Linked DNA regions of Mus musculus: regions 1, 2, 3 and 4 are each linked to region 5. The links are chromatin contacts, called in public Hi-C and promoter capture Hi-C maps. All regions are on one chromosome and are shown on one strand. Each heading gives the region's core, a stretch centred on a gene start, on an enhancer-like site or on the middle of the called end of the contact. The rest is flanking DNA. Distances are from core to core; before and after follow the strand shown.

Region 1 (2,700 bases), core at 182-2,681, 360 kb after region 5:
TTCTCCACGTTTTGCATTAGAATTTCATATACATTTTTTACTTACTAAAAGAAATTTCACTGGACCTGTGTTTATAGTTCAGTGGTTAAGCATTTGGATGGCATTCTCAAAACTCTAAGTTTCATTTCCAGAACAGAAACACACACACACACACACACACACACACACACACACACACACACACACACACACACACAGTTTTCACTGATAGAGAGGAAAAGAGAGTTTGAAACTATTTTTATGATTTTTTTTTTCAGAAACCTACAGAAACATCATGGTATCCATGGGGACACTCCTGGCATTGCAAAATATGAACTTGAAGTCACTTCTTCTAAAGCATTTTAAGAATGCAAATCACAAATATTGGCAGAAGTATTCTAGCTGCTAACCTCCTGTGGGCATTGCCCATGCTTTGTCTCTCTGAGGTTTTCTGGTCCATCTTTGGGATCTTTGGTTCAGAGCTTTGGAAGGTTCATTTTCCCCAGATTCCCTAGCTAGTGAACTGTGTCCCACAGTAAAACTTAACCCAGTGAAGTATTATGATACTACATTATGAAGTAAGTATTATTATACTACATAATGAACAGGAAATAGACATTCAGAGAGGCTAACTGTAGCCAGGATAGAAAACAGTATCTGAAACTTGCACTGTTTTCACTCCCAAGTTTGTCATCTTTTGACCTGAGAAATGTCATTGATTAAGGGGGTCATTCCAATTCCACCATTTTACACCTCAATCAACTAAAACTTAAAATGGGAAAACCTACACGATAGCCTTTCAAAGTCATGGTTCTGAATCCCATGTCTAATTCTTGATCCTTACTGTGTGTATGACGCTCACTCATTGGATCCAGGAGCGTATATTTATCTCTATTTGTCATTTCATCATTTTTACAATTAGGAAGACAGATTTAAATAAATCCTTTGCATATGCACCATATTGTACTGCAGTTTACAGAATGCTGTATGTTTGCATACATGGTCTTTGATCTTCATAATAACCATATGAGGTAAGTTGGACAGAGATTGTAGGATGTTTCTACAGATGAGAAGAGGACAGTTCGAGAGCTTGGAATAACTGGCTCATGTGTACACACCTACCAGGAGTGAAGCCATTGTCTGACCAGGTCTCCTGACTCCAAGCCTTTCCATGGGAAGTGCTGCCCTGGCATGACAGTGTGTTGTGAGAGTTCAGGGGCTAGTTTCATATAAGAGCAGCTGCTTTGCTCAAGCTTTTGAGAGCCCTCTTTGCTTTCCTGGGTCTGATATCGAAGTGCAAATGGTTTCTTTCTGCAGAATAATTTGCTTTTCAACCCTATCCCCTTTTAAAATCAAAATCCACTTCTTTTCCAGATGCCAGAGTATATATGCATATTTGAATAGTCACCTGGATCTGATTAAGAAGGCTCAGCCTGTGGGTTTCCTCACTGTTGATTTACATGTTTGGCCAGATTTCCATGGCAACCGGTCTCCCTTAGCAGATCTGACTCTGAAGGGCATGGTAAGTAAAAGCCAGTCCATGCACGGAGGTGAAGGCCAGCCAAGGGGTTGCAAAGTTTGGAAGACACAAAGTGAGGAGACAGGAAAAGAGGGAACAACTGAGAAAAGGTGGCCAAGAAGAGCTGGCTTTTGTCAGTTGCCTTGGTCAGGTTGCTCCTGCTCTCCAGAAAGATCTGTTAGCCATTGTTGTTGTTTCCAAGCCAGCTCAGAGCGCCTTTGAGATAGTATTTCTGTACTCAACTACTGCTGTGTCTTACTGCCCTGGTGTGGCTGAAAGTCCTGCCTATGTCATTTTTACATTTACACTGATTTGTAGTCATGTTTTCCATCTCTGTCTCCAGGCTACCCACTACCTCAGTGGTAAATATTACCACCCATGGTCCCACTTCCTGAAGCAAGCCTGAGAGCCATGGCTGTTCTGAGCCCATAGCAAAATTTCAGAATTTCAGATTTAACTTCAGCTAAAAATATAATTAATAACTAATATTGGGGGATCAAGTCTGCTCTTTTTTATTTTTGTTTTTTATTTATTTTTATTAATCATTTTCTTCATTTACATTTCAAATGAAATTCCCCTTCCCAGTTACCTCTCCACAAACTTCCCCATCCCATCTCTCTCCTCCCTCCCCTTTGCCTCTGTGAGGGTGTTCCTCCACCCATTCACCCACTCCCATCTAACCCCACTATCGTCCCCCTATGATTGGCTATCAAGCCTCCGTCCCCTCCCATTGATGTCAGGTAAGGCCAATCTCTTTTACATATGTATCTGGAACCTTGGATCCTTCCATGTATACTCTTTGCTATTAAGAATCTTTAAGGCTACATTCAGCCCAGAGATCATGAGCCCTCCTGTAGAGTTCAGGAGGAAATTGGTGGCAAGCTCACACCTGGATGAGGCTGTAGTACCTCCAAGCCAGACAGGATCTGTAGCTGTGAGGAGGCTGGCTATTGAGAACACTGAGAGCTAGGCTTGGAGGTGAATGAAACAAGTTAAATCTAGAGAGGAAGAGAACTTTCAGTTCTAATGGACCACATAAGAATTCCTAAATGCCAAGTCTAGGAAGGGGAGTGTAAGGAAAGTGAAAATGGGAAGTGAGAAGGTAGTCTCTGAGCAAATGCCACTAACATGCAGGAGCAACATTAACTGTGAGAAGGCCTACTGGCTTCAGGAATTTAAGGTTTGTGGTTAAATTCATTAAG
Region 2 (2,700 bases), core at 25-2,524, 400 kb after region 5:
TGTACCTTCACAGCTGTCAAACTGACTCTCTAGTAGGGAGGTGCTTCCGTCTATCAGACAGTGTCTGGTGACTTGTTACAAAGAGACTCTCTGTCAGCTCTTGCAGGTAGAATTCTTCCCAGGATGCTTTTTGAGATTGGCTTTCTATCTGGGACTCTGACCTCTGGCTTCACTACCAGAGGAGACATCTGGGAAGAGCCATGGAACAGGTCCTCCCTGCCTTCACCATCATCCTTTGCTGATGGACGGAGGTTGGAATTAACAGTGTCAGCTTAATTCCTTCTCAGCACTTAAAGCTTTGAGATATCAGGACCCGACCCTGTGCTGGAACATCATGTAAGGTTTAATCCCACCCATGCCATTAGATTAATAGAGTCACTGGTAGATGTCCATTCCCTTCATGTTTGTCCTTGATAAAGACCCTTTATGTAAATGCCCCAAGAATAAGAATTTCGGTTAACTCATTTCCCTATCTCTAGTGTCTAACACAGCCAGACACAGACATGCTGCTTGGCAAATCCTTTTCATTCATTAAGCAAATAGCCCTAGGTATTTGGACAAGTAAAATCCTCATCACATCTACAATTGAGTGGGCAAGATGGTGAAACAATAAATGTAAATGCATATTATATCTTGGGTCAAGAGTTAAAAAGGAAAAGAACAGGTTTGATGGAAGAGCTAATTAGCATGATTGATAGCTGAATGACAATAAATGTCTTTGACTCCTAACTCTGAACCTGTCTCATTTGTTCTCTGAAAACAGTAATCATCGCTATTATGTTCATTGTTGCAACTGCTACTCCTGTTTCTTATGTATGCATTGCATTCTAAATTTTATGTTAGTGTTATATAAATTCATGAACTAACCTTGCCTAATAGGCCTCCTTATTTCAAATGAATGAGACAAGACCCAGAAATATTCTTCATATGATGAGATAGCTAGTGTCATAGATGGTGCTTGAACCAAAGCTGGTCACACAGTCTTCTGTTCTGAGAAAAGGGAATGTCTCCTGAACTCCTAAGTGACCACTGCAGGTTCAACCTGGATCCCAGTTTGAGAAGCCCCAAATCATATTATATGGCAAAAGCCTCATTCCATTAGATTAAAGGGCAAAATGAAAACAACCATAACAAAAACGAGTTGCTGGAGAGTATTAGGAAAATAAGGAAAATAATTTTGCCTTGGCCATCTCATGGTCACCTTCCAGCAGTAGTAAGCCATCACCATGGCAATGGGAGAAAAATTAATGTTGAATGTTGAGTCATTTTAAAAAGCCACATCAACAGCATACCGAGCTGATGCTGTAAGCTCTCTGCTACAGCTGGTCTGACAGTGCTAGAGGCATGGTGTCGAGCTCCATGCTGGAGGGACGAGGGGGGACTTAAGCTCAGCCTTGGAAGATTTAAGTCTGAGCCTTAACTGTATCCTGTGGACTTCAGCAAGTCTACTGACAAACATGAGAGGCGATCATATTAAGTCAGTATTACTATAGTAGCTTTCTGGAAGTCCGTTCAAACCTCCGTAAAATAGAACAGTGATATTTCATAACCATCGTCAGGAGGTTTGATATAATGAGGGATATGGAAGTGCTTAGTAAACTGTAATGTGATTAACATTTTCCAGCCAGGTTTGGAAGAACTCATGCTGGAGTGAGGTAGACAGGGCTGCTCTCTCTCCTTTGTCTTAGTAAAAAGCCCAAGGCTCAGATATTCAGAGCCTCAGCTTCCCAGCAACATTTCCTATTATAAATCTGCAACATGCCCTGCCTGATTTACACAATCTGGGCTCTCTTCATTCTCCCTGCACTTCAGTTTACCCCATGGAAAATGGGGATGACACCAGTGCTCTCTTAGTAAGGTGGGAGATGAGGCTTAAATGAGTCCTGGAAGGGCACAGAAAGGCTGGCTGCCTGGCAGGCCGCCATAAGTGTTAACAGCAGGGATGGCAGAGGAGAAGAGGAAGGAGCAGGAAGAACATTTGAAATGACATATGTATGTCAAGCTCAACACCTCCGTGGGGCACTGATGGCAGTACTCACACTCACCAGATGCTCTGGTGCCTTTTAGAGTGCTCCGATCAGTCACAGGCCCCTTTCTGTCTTCAGAGGAGTCTTGCCTACAGTGGCTTTGTATCAGACCCAGTTTTAGGCCTGCCTTTCTTTCTATGCTGTTTTAGGTAGGAAGAGAGAACCGGACCAAAGGCTTGATAGAAACAAGAGGAAGCTTTACTAATGAAACAAGTTCTCTACAAGTGATGATTTCCCAAACACTGCGCTCTGACATGTTAAAAGACAACACTGGGAAGCACTGGCCTGGACAGTACTCAAATTAACTATGTGATGGAAAATGCTCAAGTTAAATTAACTAAATATCTTCATAGTGCAAGTCCATCGAGATGTTAATATATAAATACGCTTCTGAACCTCCTGGATTGGGTGTCATACAGATGTAATGGTGCCCGATTTTACTTAACCAAAGAATTGGCATTTTGCTAGTCTTTTCTAAGGACAAAAGAGTGGTAGATGCTGTGTAAGCCAGCAGTTAAGGTCCTCAAAGGTGACAAGAGGTACCATAAAAAGAACTGGAAGATTTCTACTAGTCCTGTGTCTATTTAATGAAAAGAACAAGGAGTCTGTCTTGGCAGTAACTAATGTGTTAGATGGTAGAGAAACAGTAACAGGTAAGGCTGGTAGAATCACT
Region 3 (2,700 bases), core at 110-2,609, 300 kb before region 5:
TCCCCTTAGAGTCTTCCCCACAGACGTCCTTACCGCAGCATCGGTCTGTGTTCTAGATGAGCCCAGATCTTGCCCCACAAGAAAATCCACAGACCGAAGACACTGGTGTGCCAACACAACTGTGCTCGGAGAAAGAAGCTCGTCAAAGTGTCTACATGGCATATTTCCATTTACAGAAAATGGAAGCTGATCTACAGAAAAGGATAGAAAGTAGGCAAAAGCTATTTGCTGAAGGGAGACAGGAGAAAAATGTACAAAGGCCAGAAAAAAAATGGAGGTTATGAAAATGCTGGCTGTCTGGATGGTGGGGAAGCTTTCCCAGGTCTGTAGCTCACAGAGCTCGGCAAGCCCTTGTGGTTTAGCATGGACCAATTACTTCTCCATGAATGCAGAGAAAAAGAGGAAGCTTGGGGAGATGAGAGAAGAAGGACAGCACATCATTCATTGTCTTGAAGCGAGATCCCAATGGGAACACTGTGTACCATTAAGCATATAGGGGAAAGGAGGGGAACTGTTCTCTGTCAGGGGCTTCTAAGGCAATTTTCAGGAGAGAGCTACAGAAACGTGCATTGGTCAAGATATGGGCTGGGGAGTTAAAAAAGAAAAAGGCAGAAATGCAAGTAGCCCCCCCAAGTTTTGGAGGTGCTGACATTAAAGTGAGTTGTATCCTATTTTCTTTGGGTATTCAGACACATGCCCTCCTTGGCAGGGCGCTTGGCTTTGCTAATAAGATCCCTACGTCTTGGAGGACATCTCTCAGGTCCTGCACTCTCAGGTTTCCCCTTTGAGTTCTCCTGCCAAATGTTCCCTGGCTGAGCCATGGGTAAGCTCAGGCCCAAGGCCCTCGGTGCCCCCATTTCAGCCTTTTCGAAATCAGAGTAAGAAGGTGGGGGATGACTGGGGGGCTTCATGTGTGATGTGCTAATATTCTAGGTCCAGTAGTAACTGATAAGTATACTTGGAGGATTTTGAATAGTTTATTAGAATATACTATAGTGTAGTAGAAGGACAGTTAAGATTTGTTACAACATAGTACCCCAATTAACTGGCTAATTGATTCCAAAGCCAATTCTAACCACTGCTCTTAAGAGTTTGAAAAAAATGCTCACGTGGGCTTTGGACGATTTATTATTCATATTTTTACATAAGGACTCTCTCAGTCACACGAGAAACCTACACATGAAATCATGGATTAGCTCTTGCTTTCAATTTCCTTGGAATGTTTGTTGGTTTTAAAAGGGCTCTCTTTCAAAAGTGTCCTTATTAATTAAATCAACCAGTCAGCCGCATTCCCTGCTTCTAACTCAGCACTCAAGTTTAAACTTGGTTCGGGAGTCAGCTTTCCAACCTTGGCTTAAGGGGCATTAGTCACTCTGAGCAAAATATGGCATCTGAACAGCTGTCTTGGGTACTGAGCGTCCAGGCCTATGTGTCTGGAGAACAGACAAAGGGGGTAGGTGTGGAAGGGAGGCAAGTTTAATTTCTGAATATATATATGTTCTGCACCCCAGGCTTTTTACAAAGAATATCTCTTGATTTTCTCAACAGGTCATGAGTGTGTTCTGCCTTCCCCATTATAACAAGGTCAAGATTGGTCAAAGACCATCCTGTTAACAAGGGGTAGAGCTGGGGCTAGAGTACAAACACTGACTCCTCTGCAGTCTTTCCTGTGTGCTGTCATGTATGTATACATGTATGTATACATCTGTGTGCTGTCATGTATGTATACATCTGCCCTAAACTTCTGACCCCCAAATACAGTGCTTTTATTCCAAGATCCAGATGGCAAAACAGAAACTCAAAAATGCGATATTCTCCACATAAACTAAACACAGACTCTGGACTCGAATTTCACAGTCCTGGGAGGATTACTTCACCTATCATCCATCCATCAGCACCAATCCACCTACCCACTCACCCATCCACCCACCCTCTTACCCACCCACTCACCCCCTCACCCATCCACCCACCCCCTCACCCATCCACCCACCCTCTTACCCACCCACTCACCCCCTCACCCATCCACCCACCCCCTCACCCATCCACCCACTCATTCACCCTCCACCCACCCACTCACCCATTCACCCACCCACTCACCCATCCACCCACCCCCTCACCCATCCACCCACCCCCTCACCCATCCACCCACCCCCTCACCCATCCACCCACCCCCTCACCCATCCACCCACCCACTCACCCATCCACCCACTCACTCAAGAGAGTGTCAAGAGCTCACCCTGCTCTGGGGACTGCCTGGTTTCTTAGAGATGGGGCAAATTGTAGATAGTCCCCACTCTTTAAGAACTTGTAGTCGAATAAAGAAGGAAAACACACCACATTAGACAACCTAATTGGAGCATGAAGGGTCCTCTAAGGTACTATGAAAGAGATGGGAACATAGAAGACAAAGCATCCAATTACCTTGCCAATAAAGCAAGGGAGGTTCCAGAAAGGAGGTGACATTGGACTATAAATACACACTCTCCCAGAAGAGAAAGGGGGAGGAAGGTTTCTCTAGGCAGAGAGCACCAAAGCACTGCTGCGCACACACCGAATCCCTGCCACCTGCTTAAAGCACCGTCTCTAATGCCTAGAATTCTGTGGACTAGGTATTATCCATAACACTTCACAGAATAGGAGCATAGGCACACAGAGGTTAAGTACTTGGCCCGTGGTTAGAGGTCTGCTAAGACAGGCCTT
Region 4 (2,700 bases), core at 27-2,526, 270 kb after region 5:
AGAAATGTTCCAAGAACAGTTACCAACAGCTCATGGACTTGAATAATTATGTTGTTGAAATACAAGATGTTCATACTGCTCTTCAGCTCACTGACCTACTGCAGTAACTAGTTGCTAATTAGATTTCTTTGAACCAGCTTGTCCAGCTGGGAGGACTTGAGAGCTGTATTCTGCAAGAATCTGGTATATGTAGTCTCTTGCTGCCATAGGAAGAGTCTTTGTGCCAGCATGCCTTCTGCCATTTTCTAGGTATGTACATTGCTCTTGATGTGTGTCATTGTCCTGAGTTAGAAATGAGAGTGGATCACTGGTGGGATTATATTAGTTTCTTTACTAATTTACTAATTTATCCCCCAGTAATATCCAGGGTTGAGAGTCAAATTTAGTGTTCATCTGTTTTGTTTACTTTCTACTGAAACTCTGTACAAGGTGGGCACATATAGGTGTGCAACTTTAATCTTTTTGTTCAAGGTGATTGATCTATGTCTTATGATCTTAAAAAATAAACAAAAATGTGTAATTTTGCTAAAGTAAACATTACTTTTAAAAGTATGTTTTAGATACTTGGGAGTGAAAGAAATAAGATGTAGAGAGAAAAGTCTGTGAGCTATTATCTTTCTACTGGAAGAGATGTATAAAACCAAATATAGGGATATGGTATGTAAGAGTTATTTAAAAGTACATTTAAAGCATATGGAGTATAAGGCATATTAATACCAAGTAAGAATACAAAGTCAGGGATCTTCCATGTGTATCAAACTGTCTAAACTATGGAGTAATTATAAGACATGTTAACTAACAGATGTAATTCAGAAGTGGTATTAGAAAGAACTAGTACCTGCTAGAAAGATCTCCTCTATCTTAATCCTTAACCTAGGTGCTACTCTGGGACAGTGTGTGCACACAGTAGATGTCTATTCACCCACCGTTTCTATAATAAGTGATAATGAATATCATACAATTTGATGTGAAATCAGTAATGGAAATGGAATTTAGTTTCTAGTCACAATGACATGATTTCTAGGAGGTGTATCAGATGCTGTCCTTAAAGAGTGGAAGAAGAACACTAGCTTTGGGTTCTCAGGAAGTCTCTACTTGGATGAATCATTTAATACAAGTGTAACTCCAATTCAGGAGCCAAGACTACTACAATCCTTTTAGCCATTTTCTATCAGTTGTCCCAGTTTTCTAGAAAATCCTCAGAGCTGACCTACCCATGTGATCTGAGTCAGGATAGGCCTTACCATTCTCTGGAACCATTCAAGCATGTGTCATGTCTGTGTGAAACGCCAAACTTAAGAAATGCCTCTGAATACTGCATAGTGATTGAGAATTGTATGTTCTCAGTCTTGTTACCCACTTTTAAATCAGATTGAAAGTAACTTGAGTTTGAAATAATTCCAGCATTCTCTCCAACTGGCAAGGCAAAGTGTCCTTTAGCACAATCTTGGACATAATCTGGTTGGCCTGTCAGCCTTGCCCAACCGAGCTGGTACCAGCATTCCACAGCAAGCATAAGGAAGCAGGGTCGCATGCCACCCACGCCCAAACCTCTCTGACATTTCCGTGGGCCTGGAGCCAGATCTCCCCCTGTGTTTCATCTCCCTCTCAGAATACAAAGGAACACTGAACCTTCCAGTTAATTCAATACCCTCCCCCCCCTTCCTGGAGAGGATAACAGTTCTGTTGACCATTATAATGCATCTTCTGTCTCCCAGCAATCCACATAGTCATTAATTTCTGCTGCTGACATCAGGAAAGAGGATTATGTGTGTGTCTGAAACTGTTCCCAGAGTGCTCATTAGTCATAGATAATTGAAAAACTGGTAGGGGAAGGTTTGTTGTAATAGGAGCTCTGCTTGTGAAGAGGGACTGCAGCTACCCGATAATTGTAGGCTCCAGCTTGGACCACTCAGGCCAAATATGTCCATTCACATGGGAATTCATGGGGCCCAGGAATCCTCAGGGCCATCTGATATCTGAAGGTGAACAAGTAACACAGCCAGAGATCAGAGTGTAGGTGAATTGCCCATGGGTTTCTCTCCTATCTTTAGCGTGAGGAACAGGACTTGGAAAAGATGCAGGAAATTTGCTCTCATTTTGTTTTTATTTAAACTTAAGCCAATTTGGTTTGTTTTAAGCAAACACACGAGGTCATGATCTGGAAGGACATAGATGGTTCAGGAGAGTACTTCACAGCACATCCTATCTGTACTGTTACAGAAATCAAGTGGTTTTTTTTTAATTTTTAATTTTTATTTTTCTAGAAACTTCTAGAAGTACATGTGCTCATGTACTTGAATGTTTAGAATCTTTAAAAGGATCACAAATATGAGATCCTAAGAGCACTATTCTACATCCTGGCTTTGTCCCATATTTTATCTCAGTCTTTCTCCCAAATTCATACCTTAATTCTTCCTCAAGTATTTTCTATATAGGATTCTGTAGAATAGATGAAATGGTTTGTTTATTTGTTGTTAGTTTGCTTGCTTGCCTGCCTCCTTCCTCCTTCCCTCCCTCCCTCCCCACTCCTCCTCCCTCCCTCTCTCTCTCTCTCTCTCTCTCTCTCTCTCTCTCTCTCTCTCTCTCTCTCTCTCTCTTTCTTTCTTTCTTTCTTTCTTTCTTTCTTTCTTCCTTTCTTACCAAACCAGAAGAGAAGCACCTCTAAAACTATTATATAAGAAACACTTGTTCAAAGTA
Region 5 (2,700 bases), core at 20-2,519:
GTTAAACTGTCAAGTCTCAGCTTACTCACCTGAAAAGTGGCATGCTCTTCAGCAGTTAGTTATGAACTTCACTCCTGTATAAGTTCAATAGGGGACTGTCTCATACAGCTGCTTAGCCTGTAGCCTAACTAACATTCATGTGGCTCTTCACAAGGGATTAATTCACACCAAAACATGAAAACAGCTTGGCAAATGGCCAAAAACACAATAAATTATTTGCTCCTCAAACATTGTAGGTAGACTTTCCTAGGGACTGAAAATATCACCTTCAGAGTCTTTTTATAGTTTCTTGCTTGTGCCTCACTATAAACTTAGGGAGTAGGAATTAGTTTTTTTCTCATTGTGTCATAGAAACCAGGTCTCCAACAAGAAGCTTGTTAACACTAACATGCAAATATTCAGCATTCCTGGTAACCCTGGAGAGGAGGGACACAATAACCTGTGGCCGGACAAAGCTGCTTCTAAAGGTTCTCTTGATGCAGAGGCCTAACTCCTAATTAAAATCTAAGCCCTACCTAAAACAAGGTAAAATGTGTGAGGACTTAAATAATGCTATTTTAATCACCCTAGCTTTTTCCTTCTTGTTAGCCTAAAATCGAGTTGAAGTAACCAGGCAGCCTCTGATTCTATCACAGACTTTGTCATTCAAGAGACATTTTAATAAAATTACATGGCCAGGGGTAGAATACTTGTATCCACTTTCATAACTCATAATAAACACGTGAGACTCCCTCCCTCTTTTCACAAATGGAGAAATGAAGATACACAGAGGTCAGGCAACTTGCCCATAGTTCATAGTCAACAAGTGAGATCATCCGAGTTAAGTCCTCCACATCTTAGCTGGCAGTTTTGAAGGGCCTGGTTAACTCTCAGTCGCTGCAGTCTGAGCATCCCTAATCCAAAGATCCCAAGTTTGGAGTGCTCCCAAAGCAGATTGTGGAGCACTTCTGCATCATAGATTTGTTGATTAAGATTTTCTAACAGGTGAATAACAAAATCCAAATAATTTGAAACATGTTATGCCTATATATTTTGAATAAGGGATGGCCAACTGTATTTTCACAATTTTGAATAGTAGGTAGAGATATCAATTAAATTCTTCCAACTCTAATTTCACTCTTGCACTTTCCCTCTTAGACTCCCTGTACCACACTTTGCATGAGATAACCCACCCAAGCATGTTGATAGCATCCCTTGCACAGATAGCCTCTGTGCCAAGGTTTGCTGTCTGTGATTTCTATGCCCTTGGCCTCTAACCACCACATGAACGTCATCCACAGCAATAATGACGAGTGCCTGCAGCTCAGACCACTGAGAGAAGTCCAGTGTTGTTCTGTTCCCCTCCTCTTATCTCATGTCCACATCAGCATCTCCATTTGATGGATGCAGAACACTGAAGTAACTTTTCAAGGCCACACAGCTAACATCCATCAGCTTCGGTTGGCAACAACCCAGATGGCCTCAGAAATCTTCTTCTCAACCACCATGGTACTCCATCTCTCTTATTCCATGGGGAGGGCTCTGTTTCAGTCACCTGAGGCATCAACGTACCCATGACCCCTGAGCATTTGAACTGCTTAGTCCCAGCTCATAAGCTGTTGATTCTCTAGTTTGCCTTGCTACATGCCGTTGGGCTTCACAGATTCCTGGGTACTGAACTTTCTCTTTGGAAATCTGCTGGAATTTGTGCCTGGGACAGCTGCCTGGACCTCTTACTCTTGCCCAGCCCAAACTTTCTGGAAATCTGCTTTGCCTGCCTCCCTGGATACCAGGTCACCACCCTCCAGGCCTCCCCAGTGGCCTCCCCAGTAATCCCCCCACCCTGTACGTGCAGCTGTTTCTGGAGGAGCTACACTCAGGCCCAACCCCAAATGCCTGTTGTGACATCCTGAAAGAATCTGACTGAGGCCACTTGGGTGTTAGCCCCGTCTACAGACTCGAAGCATAAGAGGTATAGAGGAAAGAGCCAGCTGAGTCCCTACACAATAGCTATGTGCAAGTTATTCCGCCTCCTTGAAGTTTATCAGCTGCAAAACTAAAAGCAGTGATGCACATCCCATAGTGAGGTTAGTGGGTTCAGTGAGATTGATTGCATGTTGTATGTGAGCTTGGGCACAATTTGGGGAAGATATTCCTCTGGCATGTACACGCTCTCTAAAGCCTAGAATCTCATACTTTTAATAAAAATTCAGTTTGGAAAGAGAGAAATATTGAACTTTGCATTTTGGTGAAATAGCTTAGAGAAAATATCCTTCTCAGGGCATGTCCTCAGCAGGAGTCATCTCTCCCCCTTCCTCTTTTTTAAATGGAAAATAACAAAGTCATTAGTTGTCACTTTTATGCTCCAATTTTCAAAGGTGTAATTCAAATAAAGTTAACACTAAAGTAATAAACCAATATATCATAGAAAGTTTCATTAAAAAGGAAAGTGTTTTAGATTTACTTTTTCAAGATTCTACATGTTATTTTGCTTTTTTGAGAAAGAGTCTCAGTGTCAGGCTACAACTGATCTCAAACTTAAAATTATCCTCCGTCAGTACTAACAGTTTTGGGATCCACATGCAAAGAGAGAATTAGCATCAGGTTGGAGACTATATCTCTACATTTCAAATGACTGTCCTATTTTGTGCCACTTGTGTAACATAAGAAAAGGTATTTAACCTCTCTGGGCTTCTGTCTGCAGAAGCAGGAATCACATTG

Evidence for each region. A called contact is a pair of places that touch in the nucleus more often than the background predicts. Capture Hi-C pulls out chosen DNA fragments and counts their contacts.
Region 1: a contact with region 5 is called in a promoter capture Hi-C map of adipose tissue. The contact joins two enhancer-like sites. A contact is called at or near these places in 1 of 15 datasets of contacts at CTCF or cohesin (the NIH/3T3 cell line), 1 of 115 datasets of contacts at active chromatin or transcription factors (bone marrow-derived dendritic cells) and 1 of 9 other capture datasets (adipose tissue).
Region 2: a contact with region 5 is called in a Hi-C map of muscle stem cells, with 3 times the contacts expected there. The contact joins two enhancer-like sites. A contact is called at or near these places in 2 of 15 datasets of contacts at CTCF or cohesin (large pre-B cells and pro-B cells), 13 of 484 Hi-C or Micro-C datasets (the HPC-7 cell line, bone marrow-derived macrophages, cortical neurons and 6 more) and 3 of 115 datasets of contacts at active chromatin or transcription factors (bone marrow-derived macrophages, fibro-adipogenic progenitors and large pre-B cells).
Region 3: a Hi-C map of myocytes shows a contact between it and region 5, with 3 times the contacts expected there. The contact joins two enhancer-like sites. A contact is called at or near these places in 8 of 484 Hi-C or Micro-C datasets (3T3-L1-derived adipocytes, the G1E-ER4 cell line, the HPC-7 cell line and 4 more) and 1 of 115 datasets of contacts at active chromatin or transcription factors (pancreatic cancer cells).
Region 4: a Hi-C map of muscle stem cells shows a contact between it and region 5, with 2.0 times the contacts expected there. The contact joins two enhancer-like sites. A contact is called at or near these places in 1 of 15 datasets of contacts at CTCF or cohesin (the NIH/3T3 cell line), 2 of 484 Hi-C or Micro-C datasets (the HPC-7 cell line and muscle stem cells) and 1 of 115 datasets of contacts at active chromatin or transcription factors (embryonic stem cells).

The regions. Positions count from the first base shown.
Region 1 is chr4:95,820,625-95,823,324 of GRCm38.p6, forward strand. It overlaps Fggy (FGGY carbohydrate kinase domain containing), which reads left to right. Exons shown (of 16, transcript NM_001113412.1): 11 at 1,354-1,501. Among named protein-coding and RNA genes, the nearest start is that of Hook1, 150 kb to the right of the region's middle. Within about 2 kb of position 1,432, at least 43 of the 459 cell types and tissues checked have an H3K27ac peak or open chromatin away from gene starts, as enhancers often do. A contact at or near this core is called in adipose tissue, where this site is marked.
Region 2 is chr4:95,864,152-95,866,851 of GRCm38.p6, forward strand. The region is part of intron 14 of Fggy (FGGY carbohydrate kinase domain containing); the gene reads left to right. Among named protein-coding and RNA genes, the nearest start is that of Hook1, 100 kb to the right of the region's middle. Within about 2 kb of position 1,275, at least 13 of the 459 cell types and tissues checked have an H3K27ac peak or open chromatin away from gene starts, as enhancers often do. A contact at or near this core is called in fibro-adipogenic progenitors, muscle stem cells and uterus, where this site is marked.
Region 3 is chr4:95,157,487-95,160,186 of GRCm38.p6, forward strand. The region is part of intron 3 of Junos (a long non-coding RNA gene); the gene reads left to right. Among named protein-coding and RNA genes, the nearest start is that of Gm12708, 34 kb to the right of the region's middle. Within about 2 kb of position 1,360, at least 42 of the 459 cell types and tissues checked have an H3K27ac peak or open chromatin away from gene starts, as enhancers often do. A contact at or near this core is called in muscle stem cells and myocytes, where this site is marked.
Region 4 is chr4:95,732,280-95,734,979 of GRCm38.p6, forward strand. The region is part of intron 6 of Fggy (FGGY carbohydrate kinase domain containing); the gene reads left to right. Among named protein-coding and RNA genes, the nearest start is that of Fggy, 180 kb to the left of the region's middle. Within about 2 kb of position 1,277, at least 81 of the 459 cell types and tissues checked have an H3K27ac peak or open chromatin away from gene starts, as enhancers often do. A contact at or near this core is called in muscle stem cells, where this site is marked.
Region 5 is chr4:95,461,877-95,464,576 of GRCm38.p6, forward strand. No RefSeq gene overlaps it. Among named protein-coding and RNA genes, the nearest start is that of Gm12707, 22 kb to the right of the region's middle. Within about 2 kb of position 1,270, at least 22 of the 459 cell types and tissues checked have an H3K27ac peak or open chromatin away from gene starts, as enhancers often do. A contact at or near this core is called in adipose tissue, fibro-adipogenic progenitors, muscle stem cells and 2 more, where this site is marked.